Regions from separate parts of the Siniperca chuatsi genome. Here region 1 is linked to region 2. The links are chromatin contacts, called in public Hi-C maps. All regions are on one chromosome and are shown on one strand. The core of a region is the stretch at or near the end of the contact, and the rest is flanking DNA. Distances in the headings are between cores, read along the strand shown. Region 1 holds the start of cibar1 (protein FAM92A). Region 2 overlaps trib1 (tribbles homolog 1).

Region 1 (4,885 bases), core at 461-2,960, 45 kb before region 2:
TGATCTATTTGGGGAATTATAGAAACCATAGAAAGCAGCCAAATATTTGTATTTTCCAGCAGGGATATTCACTTGCTATTGCCCAGGAAAGAAACCATGGAGATTATCAAATTACTTGTTTGATATTTTGGTTAATATCTAATATGCATGGCACAATATTACAGATTTCACAACTGCTTTTGCAGCTTGTCTTTTGTTAGCTGGTTAAGAGTTGGACATTTAAATGTAGGCTCAGTGGCCCAACAAAATGATCAATCAAATAATTTATCAGTGAGCTCAAAGAGCCCAAATCAGAAATGGTACAGAGCTACCAGCTTGAAATGTTCTTTTTTTAATGAAGGCTTTTGATTAGTGGCATTGTGTGTCTGTTTCATTTTGGGTATGCCCATGTTGCTGTAGAGGAAAATGAAGAGATGGATACTGGCAAAACAGACACAGTAGCTACAAAATATAAATGACAGATGTCCCTTACAGAAGTAGACCTAGGAATAAGATTTATAGGTCACAAAAACCATTTCAGAAACACCACCAGTGAAACAGGTGGAAAACGTGTTGGTGTTGGATGAATGGGGGATTCATAACAATAAAAACGTCATTACTGATTCAATAGGAAGTCGTGGTCTCAGTTAGATACTACACTAATAGATTTACACTCTACAGCCTTGAAACACCCTGAACTTTCAAACCAGAGACAGGACATTATGTAGAGTACACTATACTTTACAATAAGGAGCCATGTCATTTTATAACAGAAGTAGTGAAAGAAGTATGCATGTGCTTACTAGCAATACCACATTGTAAAAATACTTAATAACAAGTTCAATTCCTGCATTTGAAATCTAACTTAAGTAAAGGTACTGTGTTCTACCTGTGGCTCAGCAGGTAGAGCAGGCTGTCCAATAACGGCAGGGGTGGCGGTTCGATCTCCAGTTCCTACTGCCATTGAGCAAGACGCTGAAACCTAATTGCTTCTGATGGTTTGGTCACCCCTTTACATGGTAGCTCCACCGCCATCTGTGTGTGTGAATGGGTGAATGAGAGGTACATTGTAAGGAGTTTTGGATAAAAGTGTTATATAAATGCAGTCTAGTCCCCAATTATCTGCAAAATATACTTAAAGAATAAAAAGTAGGATTATATTTAAATTTGTATTACTGATTATACAGTCAAAAGTTGCTGTGTTATAATATTATTTGTTTATTATTTTTGATGGATCAACATGTAGGCAACATTTTAATCTTGTATTTGGTCAAGGTGGATATAGTATGCTTTTTGGCAGCTTTATACTTTTGTGTATTTTAATCTATTACAATCCATTATATTATTGTATGTATATCTGTTAAGCGACTACTAAGATCTCTAATGAATGTGGGGTAAAAAGTGCAATATTTTACTTTGAAATGTAGTGGTGTAGTAACACAGGTACAGTACAGTAGCCTACTAAGAACATTTAGTTATTTAACTAAGTACAGTACAGTACTTGAATAAATGTAGCCTATTTAGTTACTTTCCACGACTACATTATATGCTATATCACCGACACAAGCAAAACACACTATGTTGGCTCACCTTCAACTTTCTGAAACAAAGTGCTCAGAGCTGACTCTTTTTTTCGTCGTAGCAACAACTTCAAAAAGGAGAACAGGCCGAGGAGAGAAAAAACAACGACTCAATCTCCCAGAATGCATTCCTCAAGCGGAAACGCCGGGAACTCCATGGAAACGGCAGATTGGCGTGCTAGCCAGGGAGAGAAGAAGCATAGTTAGCTAGCTAGCGTTAAATCTGGGTCCCGATAAACTTGGCTGATTGGACACTGAATATATTTCATTTACTGCCTTTCTGCAAAGATGAGTCGTACACCCGATGCAAGAGCGAGGTAAGAGATAGTCAACGCGTTAAATTAAATCCTCCGTTAACGTTAGTGCTCGGTAAGTTAACGTTAGCGTCTCTTTCACCCTTTACAATAGGTTAATTCAAGATATAGCCGGTAACGAGTCGTCCGTTATTCATTTGTAGGTGTAAACACAAGACCCCTTTAGTGGACCATGTTTGGGAAGAATGACAATCTTCATTCTCCCAAAACTGACTTTTCTCTATCAGCCACAAGCCGCTGAAAAGGATTTCCGTTTATAATCCTCAAAATAAAGCGCAAATGCTAACGTTACCTTTTAGAAAATGGCCTTTTCTCAAACAGTAACTAACACTAGCTAATAGCTGTTACTAAATAAATTTTAGTTTAGGTTTTACTACACGTATCTGGCAAGCTAAGTGTCTGTGTCATCAACGATGATGAAATAATAGGCTTTATGAAATCATGATGAGGTTAGAACATTCAAACTCCTATGTCTCAATATATACTCTCTTCCCCGCACAAAGGTATTAAACAAATGCACTTTTGTGTCCCCAAATACTATTTAATTATTGCTGTTAATGTTGTCCTTCACCCTCTTCAGGGACAACCAGACAAGAAAGATCCAGGAAAACATCACCAATGTGGAGAAACATTTTGGAGAGATGTGCCAAATGTTTGCTGCCTATGTCCGTAAAACAGCCAGACTACGAGACAAGGCAGATCTCCTGGTTCGGGAAATCGGCATGTATGCAGACACAGAAACGCCAAACCTGAAGAAGGGTTTGAAGCAGTTTGCTGACCACATGGCCAAGATTGAAGACTACAGGCAAGCTGAGGTAAAACTAAAGAATTATATTTCCTGCTGCTTTGATTTCAATGATAATTTCATATTCACAGCCACAGTCTAAATTTGTTGGGTAGGACAGATCCTAATGTGAAGTTATTTTCCTCACAGGTGGAAAGACTTGAAGCCAAAGTCATAGAGCCATTAAAAAGTTATGGAGCTGTAGTTAAACGTAAAAGGGTAAGTGTTGCTTTGAGCTGCAGCCATGCTGACATCTAGACTGATTCCAAGTGAGCCAAATGACAAGGACAAAGCTTAATCCATGTTCCAGCTACAATTATTGTAGCAATTAGTACAACAACTCCTTAATTAGAAACTACAGAATGATTTTACTATAAATGATTGTAAGGCAAAAATGTTTAAATACATTCACTTCTGTGTAATTTATCAGAGCACTGACATTACTTTTCTGTCTTATTCTTGCTTGTTAAGATCTCACATTTTAAGCACAGCTATACAGAATGCTGCACCAGCTGCCAGTGACAGAAAATGAAAGATGCCTTGGCCCATATAATTGTGTTTCAGGTCCATCTATATAACTGCAGCTTTTTGAAGTACATGTTTCAAGATTAAATGTGCTCTGGCCTTCAAGGATGCTGCAATTGTGTCACCACAATGAGAATAGGGGTTTAGGAGGCAGTTTGGGAGACTGTCAATGTTATTACCACTGCATGGCCACATGAGGGCAGTATTGATTTAATGATAATAACCCACTGGCACATCAGCCTTTCTTTGTGCCATTGTCAGTATCTCCCCTCTCAGCATCTTGTTTTAACCAGGATTAAAATACATTTTATGGTTTGAAAAAAAAATCCATTCAGTCCATTGTTTCTTTGTGACTTTTGGAGTCTTTCTCATACAGTGTTGCCGTAAATAATCATCTTAGTCATGTTGTCTCGTGTTCTGTCGCCCACAGTTGCAAAGTACTGTCAGTAGTACCTGTTTTTTCTCATCTTTTTTTTCTTTTTTCTTTTTTTTTACTAAAATACCCTCAAACTGTGATTGCGATTGGTCATTTGTTATACAGGCAGAATGAGTGTGCCAAAATTGAATTCAGTCTGGCTAAATTAAGTTATTTAGTCATGAAAAAAGTGAACTTGGCTAAATAGAATTTTCTGTCAATGCTGAAACAATATATAATTCTTTAATATATCATTCCTTTAACATTACCAACTGTGTCAGAGTACAGATAACACAAAAACCTTCACAACAGGGTGTACTTGAGCTACACCAAATGTTTGTTAGATTATGTCCTTTAGTATTTGAAAACACAAATGTATAAATAATTGACTATCATTGTTAAGTCTCATAATGACTACTGTGTCATTGTGTGCTTGTGCATCCATGCAGGAGGATCTGAAGACTACTCAGAGTGCCAGAGACAGAGAAGCCAAACAGATGGCTCAGCTTGAGAGGACCAGACAGAGAAACCCCTCAGACAGGCAGATCATTGTATCCTTGCTTTGTTTCTCAAATTCTCTAATATCAAACAGACAAAAGACTTTTAAAGTTACAACAACCACCAATATACTTTTTAGTGTAGGTGACATCTTGGGTATAGTTTAATTCAGTTAGTTATTGATATTAATTCATGTTGCAACAGGAAAATAAACTTGGATCCATTTTGAATGTTTATCTTGTCTAGTTGGAAAATCTATCTTCACATCCACTTGATACATTAACAATTTACAACTTGCAGGAGTAGAATAAACACAGATAACAGACTAATATGTTTTGTTGTTTCCTTGACCAAGCTTTCAGTCTCAGGTGTGTCCCATGTAATCTGCGCATCTCATCACTGGTGATGTATGACTACAACGATGAACCACATTTCAGAATTACTTTGAAATGGAAGTGTAATAACTCTAACAGAAATCATCCAGTATGTTATGAGTTGTGTTTTGACCACAGTTCAATGGATCCTTGGTCAAAATGCAACGACAGCCATAGCCTCTTTATTAGATGTGAAGAATGGAAGTGACTTGTAACTCGCGTATAAGCCCACAAACCCTCTGCAGTTTCTCCACAAGATGAAGGTCATTGTCAGACCACTTCTACACATGCTAACCTGCAGCACCTATAGAAAACGAAAGTAACAGGAGCAGCCCATCTTATATCGCTCCTGTTTTCTCTGTGTGTGTGTAGTGAAGGTGTTAAATTGCATGCATGAGACACAAGTGTCAAAATTG
Region 2 (5,016 bases), core at 1,919-4,418:
CAGATACCCACGGCTGCCCCGCCTACGTCAGCCCAGAGATCCTCAGCAGTTCCGCGCCTTACTCTGGCAAGATGGCCGACATGTGGAGCCTGGGGGTCATGCTGTACACCATGCTGGTTGGTCGCTACCCCTTCCACGACCCAGACCCAGCCACGCTGTTTTCCAAAATCCGCAGAGGCCAGTGCTGTTTGCCAGAGGGCTTGTCTACCAAGGCCAAGTGTCTGCTCCAGAGTCTGCTGAGGAAAGAACCCTGGGAGAGACTCACGGCGACTGAGCTGTTCGCTCACCCGTGGTTCCACGAGCCGCAATCGTCGCAGGAAGTGGCACTGGGTGAACAGGAAGTGAGCTCGGCAGAACAGATGGTGCCATCCTTTGACGTGGAAGAGGATGATGATCTGTTTTGCTGACGGACTTGATTCAGCTGAGTTTGGCTGAGGGACCAAAGCAAAAATTGCTATGAGGGATTCATTGTTTTGTTTTTTACATTGGCACTTTTTAGAAACCCATTTGTGTACTGTTGAGTGTACATACACCCCTCAAGCTTTCTACAAAAACTTACTGTACTGTATTTTGTTGTTGTATATGTGTTACTTGCTAAGGGCATTGTTCACAATGATCATTCGTTGTGTTTCTATATGTGCGTTTTTGAAATGATTTGGTGCTAAAAGAAATAACAAGGACTCAGAATTTGCCAGATTATGTTAACAAAATAATCCCTGCAGGCTACTATGACTATATCACAGAAGATTAACCCATGGCAAACAATAGTCACCAATGCTTTCTCTCAGCCTGGACTCACAAGGCTTCAGAAAGCATTAGATGAATCCTGAACGGGACACGAAGAGAGCGGGATGTTGTTCCTCTCACTCTCTGACCAGGCTGGAGGCTTCACCGGCTGACTCACTGACCGGCTCGAGGAAGGCCTAGTACAAGCTTGACGTCTCACAGCAGGCGGTGTCATAGAGTGAGAAAGATGGTTAGCTGAGGACTGATGTGTCACACTCAGCAGGAATGCTACAAAGGTGTTTCACTGCCAATCTGGCAGCGTCTCAGCAAATGGAGAGCTTTTACAAATCTCACACCATGCACAGAAGGTTGAGAAAGGCACGGTGTTACTGATGTAAGACTCACAGAAAAGTGGGCAGAGTTTGTCTCACACACACACACACATTCAACAATAAGCAGTGGCACTGGGCTAACACAAGTCTTTGTATATGGCTAACAGAGGAAGGTACGTTCTCATTTTGAACAGTTAAAACTAAAACATTTACCTTTTTTAAACATGCTCAAAGCTGAATATATCATATAAAAGGTTGCGTCCAAAGAGAAAGTGTCCATTAAAAGGGTCTGACCTTGCAAATTTGACTCTGATCAGTCTGTTCTGCTCTACTCAAATGCTGTGTGTGCAATTAGCCACAACTAAACCTAACACTAATGCTTCTGGTTTAAAATAAAATGCTGGAAGGAACTCTGGTTTTAAAGACTTGGTCACATGAGATGGTTAATTTGTACGCCTGAAGGAATGCTACATTAGGATTTTCATGGAAAAAGTAAAGAAATTCACAGAGAATTCAAATGGTACTTCCTATTGACTCAATATGAATTATCTCCCAATTCAACATTGTTTGTATTTTTTAAGAAATGTGTCTAATATCCAGTTAAGGAACCCATTACAGAAAAATGAAGACTTTCTCAGTTGAGCAGTTTAACCTGTTTTGTTCATTTCTGTTGGAACATTATGTCAAGCTGTGTTGCTTTAACAAAGCTGAGCTGTGCTGAGTGTTGTGCCCATATCACTGTGTTTCATAAACTGAATGGCTCTGAATCAGTCACAGTCAGGCGATATTTGAGGTTGGTTGTCTGATGATGACTCAACACTTGCAAGCATGTCTGTAGAGAATGGTCCTGACCTTGGCTGGAAGAATCTGTTCTGACTGTTTCACCTCTTTAATGGTACTTTTTCTTCCTTCCTTTTTATTTTTTTGCCATTGAAAGCTGTGGATCCCTGGAGACTAGTCATCATAGTTAGAGACATTATGTACCATGTTCTAAAATATGTTCTATCTTGGACTGTGACAGGCAGATACAGCGTTTCAGTGACTTTAGTCTTACAGGCTACTGTAGGTCTGCAGCCAGCTATTTCATTCTGGCACAATTATTTTGACAGCGGTACTAAATCTGGCATATCTGAGAAGTACCGTGCATAAAATGTTTGGGTCACGCAATAGGCAAATAAAACGTCTGTTGCAGTTCTTTAATTATTTTCTCTCATCTGATTGAGATACAAGATGAGACCGGCCTCATGACAATCTTAATTGTTCCTCACAGAAAAGTAATTTAAGAGATTTATGGTTTTCTAGTTCATACGTGTAGAGTGAATCACATTCATGTGACATGTAGAGTAAACTGACACGGGTGCACAAACTTCATATTGCACTGTGAATTATGTATTTGTGACACAACCTAGAGGCTATTATTACTCCAGACAGGTTACACACAAGAGATATATTCATTGTACAAAAGATGTAAATATGTATATTTGAAATATGTGTGGAGATGTTGAATAAAGATCACATTTTTTCATATTAACATGGCTTGTTTTTTTTCAGTACTGCTGCTTGTCTTTTTCACACACACACATGCAAACACCTGCGCATTACACAGCTCGACTGCATGCCTCGAAGGTTTTCCTGCAAGAATTCTCTCCATGCAGCTCTTCATCACTGTGAGAGAAAACAGTACATTTTTTCATTTTCCTCAGCGCTTTCAATTTCATCCTTGCAAGGGAAAAGATTCTCCTCTCTCCATCTCTGCCTCTAACCGTTTACTCTTCTCTGACCTTTGCGTAATGTAACATTTAACTCCTCAAACACAAAAATGTCAATAGTGGGTCAGTGTCTTTTCCTGGAATACGCAAGGGGGAGCTTATACACCACTCTTGTTCTTTTTTCCTCAGCTTCAGAACTTGAGGTCAACTCATCAAACACTGAACACCAGCACTATTTAAACTCAAATACACATATTCTTTTTTATCTAATCCAGTTTTGCTTATGAGTCATTGTTTGACCTATAAGAGCTTTGCATGTCTCTACCGTCTGTGTACTATGACTACCCCAGGCATGGCTGGCCGGGGCTTGCGTAAGCATTGTGTGCGTGTTCATGAGCATACCTGCCTGCATGTCTACATTTGTGTGTGTGTGTGTGTGTGTGTGTGTGTGTGTGTGTGTGTGTGTGTGTGTGTGTGTGTGTGTGTGTGTGTGTGTGTGTGTGTGCATGCGAGCACAAGAGTCAGATTAGGTATCAACAGGATAGCTGGAGTGTCTCAGCTTCTGGGAAGCTGCCAAACCAACAATTGCCCAACCCGTCAGAGTTGGGCTCCTCCAGGGATAACAACAGGGTGCCCAAAACATAATCTAGTAGTAGGTCGATTAATGAATATCTGAAGAAATGTGTGTGTGCGGGGGGTCTGTCAATCAGGGTTTAAAAATGTAATGATAAGGAAAGAGTTAGACATTTTGGGAAATATGAGTATTCCCTTTCTTGCCGCCAGTTAGATGAGAAGATTGATACCACTCACATATTAGTATGCTGAAATGAAGCCGGTGTTCTGAAGATTTATGCTGCCTTATTGGAAAATGCTACCATAGTGCAAATTGATAGAGTCTTATCCTAAACCTAGCCCTAACCCTAACCCACCGGCTGCCAGTTAGCTTAGCTAGCATAAAAATTGGAAAGCAGCTAGCCCGAAGGTAACTAAATCTGCCTACAATCACCTTAAAAGCAAAGAGTCAAGCACATAACTGCTACAATGTATTGTTTTAACACTCAGTTCTTTGTAAGGATTAAACAAACGAGATATAGGATTGATTTTAAGATCTTATTGATTACTTTTAAGGCTCTCCATGGCCTGGCTCCAGACTATATTTTAGACCTTGTAATCGCTTATGAACCTTCACGTAGTTTGAGATCTTCGGGTAGGGGTCTCCTGTCTGTTCCTGAGTCCAGGTTGAAAACTAAGGGGGACAGAGCTTTTACTATCAGGGCCCCGAGGCTCTGGAACAACTTGCCTGAAGAAATTAGGTTGTCTGAGTCAGTGTCTTCATTTAAGTCTCTTCTCAAAACACATTTTTATCTGAAAGCATATCCTGATTTTACCTGAACTGGCTGTTTATTTTATTGTTTATTTTATTGCTTTTGTGTATATTATGTGTTTTATTTCTTGTGGTATTTTATTTCTCTTGTTGTGAAGCACTTTGTACTCATGTGGTCATGTCTTAGGTCATCAAAATGAAGCATGTTCCTGGGGTTTGCTTTATATTTTCAACATCATTGATGCCACCTTCCTCATCAATATGTACCTTCATTCAGGATACCTCATTGGCCACAACCAGAAAAGCCACATTAAGGCGTCAGTTTTTGTTGTGTTAACATGTAGAAATATTTCTTGTTAATATGTGTTAACACGCATTTTAATGTAGTTTAAACAACAAATCCCTAAAAGACGTTATTTGTGCAAATGGCTTTCCATACACCCATGACTCACTTTATTACAGCCCTTATCTAAACATATGGAGTGTGTTGGCAGTAAGGTCATGAACTAAGGCTGGGTTTTTTGTTATTTGCATTATTACTAGTTTTCCAACTAGTCCAAGTTTTACTTCGACTCTCTATTGCATGTTAACAAGCGCAGTTCTGTGGTGGTAGGCACATTTTGTTGCTTTTGGACATAGCTATACTAGCAGATCACCCTGTTTCCAGTCTTTGTGTTAAGCTAAGCTAACCATCTGTAAACAGTAGCTTTATATTTACCATTCATACGTGGGAGTTGTATCACTGTTCACATCTAACTCTCAGCAAGAAAGTGAATAAGCATATTATCCAAAATGTAAAACTATTCGTTAAAGGGTTAGCTGAAAGTTATAGTTAGAATTCAAACAGAAGTGTGGTGAGGAGTAAAATGAGGTTAGGTATTAGGAAATGCACTCAGGTATATTGTGTCTGTGTGATCTCATCCTG

What was found. Hi-C and Micro-C count contacts between places; a contact is called where the count stands out from the background.
Region 1: a contact with region 2 is called in a Hi-C map of an unstated tissue, with 8 times the contacts expected there. The contact joins the promoter of cibar1 here to the enhancer-like site in region 2. A contact is called at or near these places in 2 of 3 Hi-C or Micro-C datasets (skeletal muscle and an unstated tissue).

What each region holds. Positions count from the first base shown.
Region 1 is chrLG17:14,842,635-14,847,519 of ASM2008510v1, reverse strand. It overlaps cibar1 (protein FAM92A), which reads left to right and starts at 1,710. Exons shown (of 9, transcript XM_044170861.1): 1 at 1,710-1,876; 2 at 2,454-2,688; 3 at 2,808-2,876; 4 at 4,047-4,148; 5 at 4,458-4,463. The coding sequence starts at 1,848. It overlaps LOC122863946 (a long non-coding RNA gene), which reads right to left and starts at 1,691. Exons shown (of 5, transcript XR_006375115.1): 1 at 1,570-1,691; 2 at 869-1,014.
Region 2 is chrLG17:14,799,128-14,804,143 of ASM2008510v1, reverse strand. It overlaps trib1 (tribbles homolog 1), which reads left to right. Exons shown (of 3, transcript XM_044170860.1): 3 at 1-2,589. The coding sequence ends at 407. Among protein-coding and RNA genes, the nearest start is that of trib1, 7.7 kb to the left of the region's middle. Within about 2 kb of position 3,168, the one cell type or tissue checked has an H3K27ac peak away from gene starts, as active enhancers do.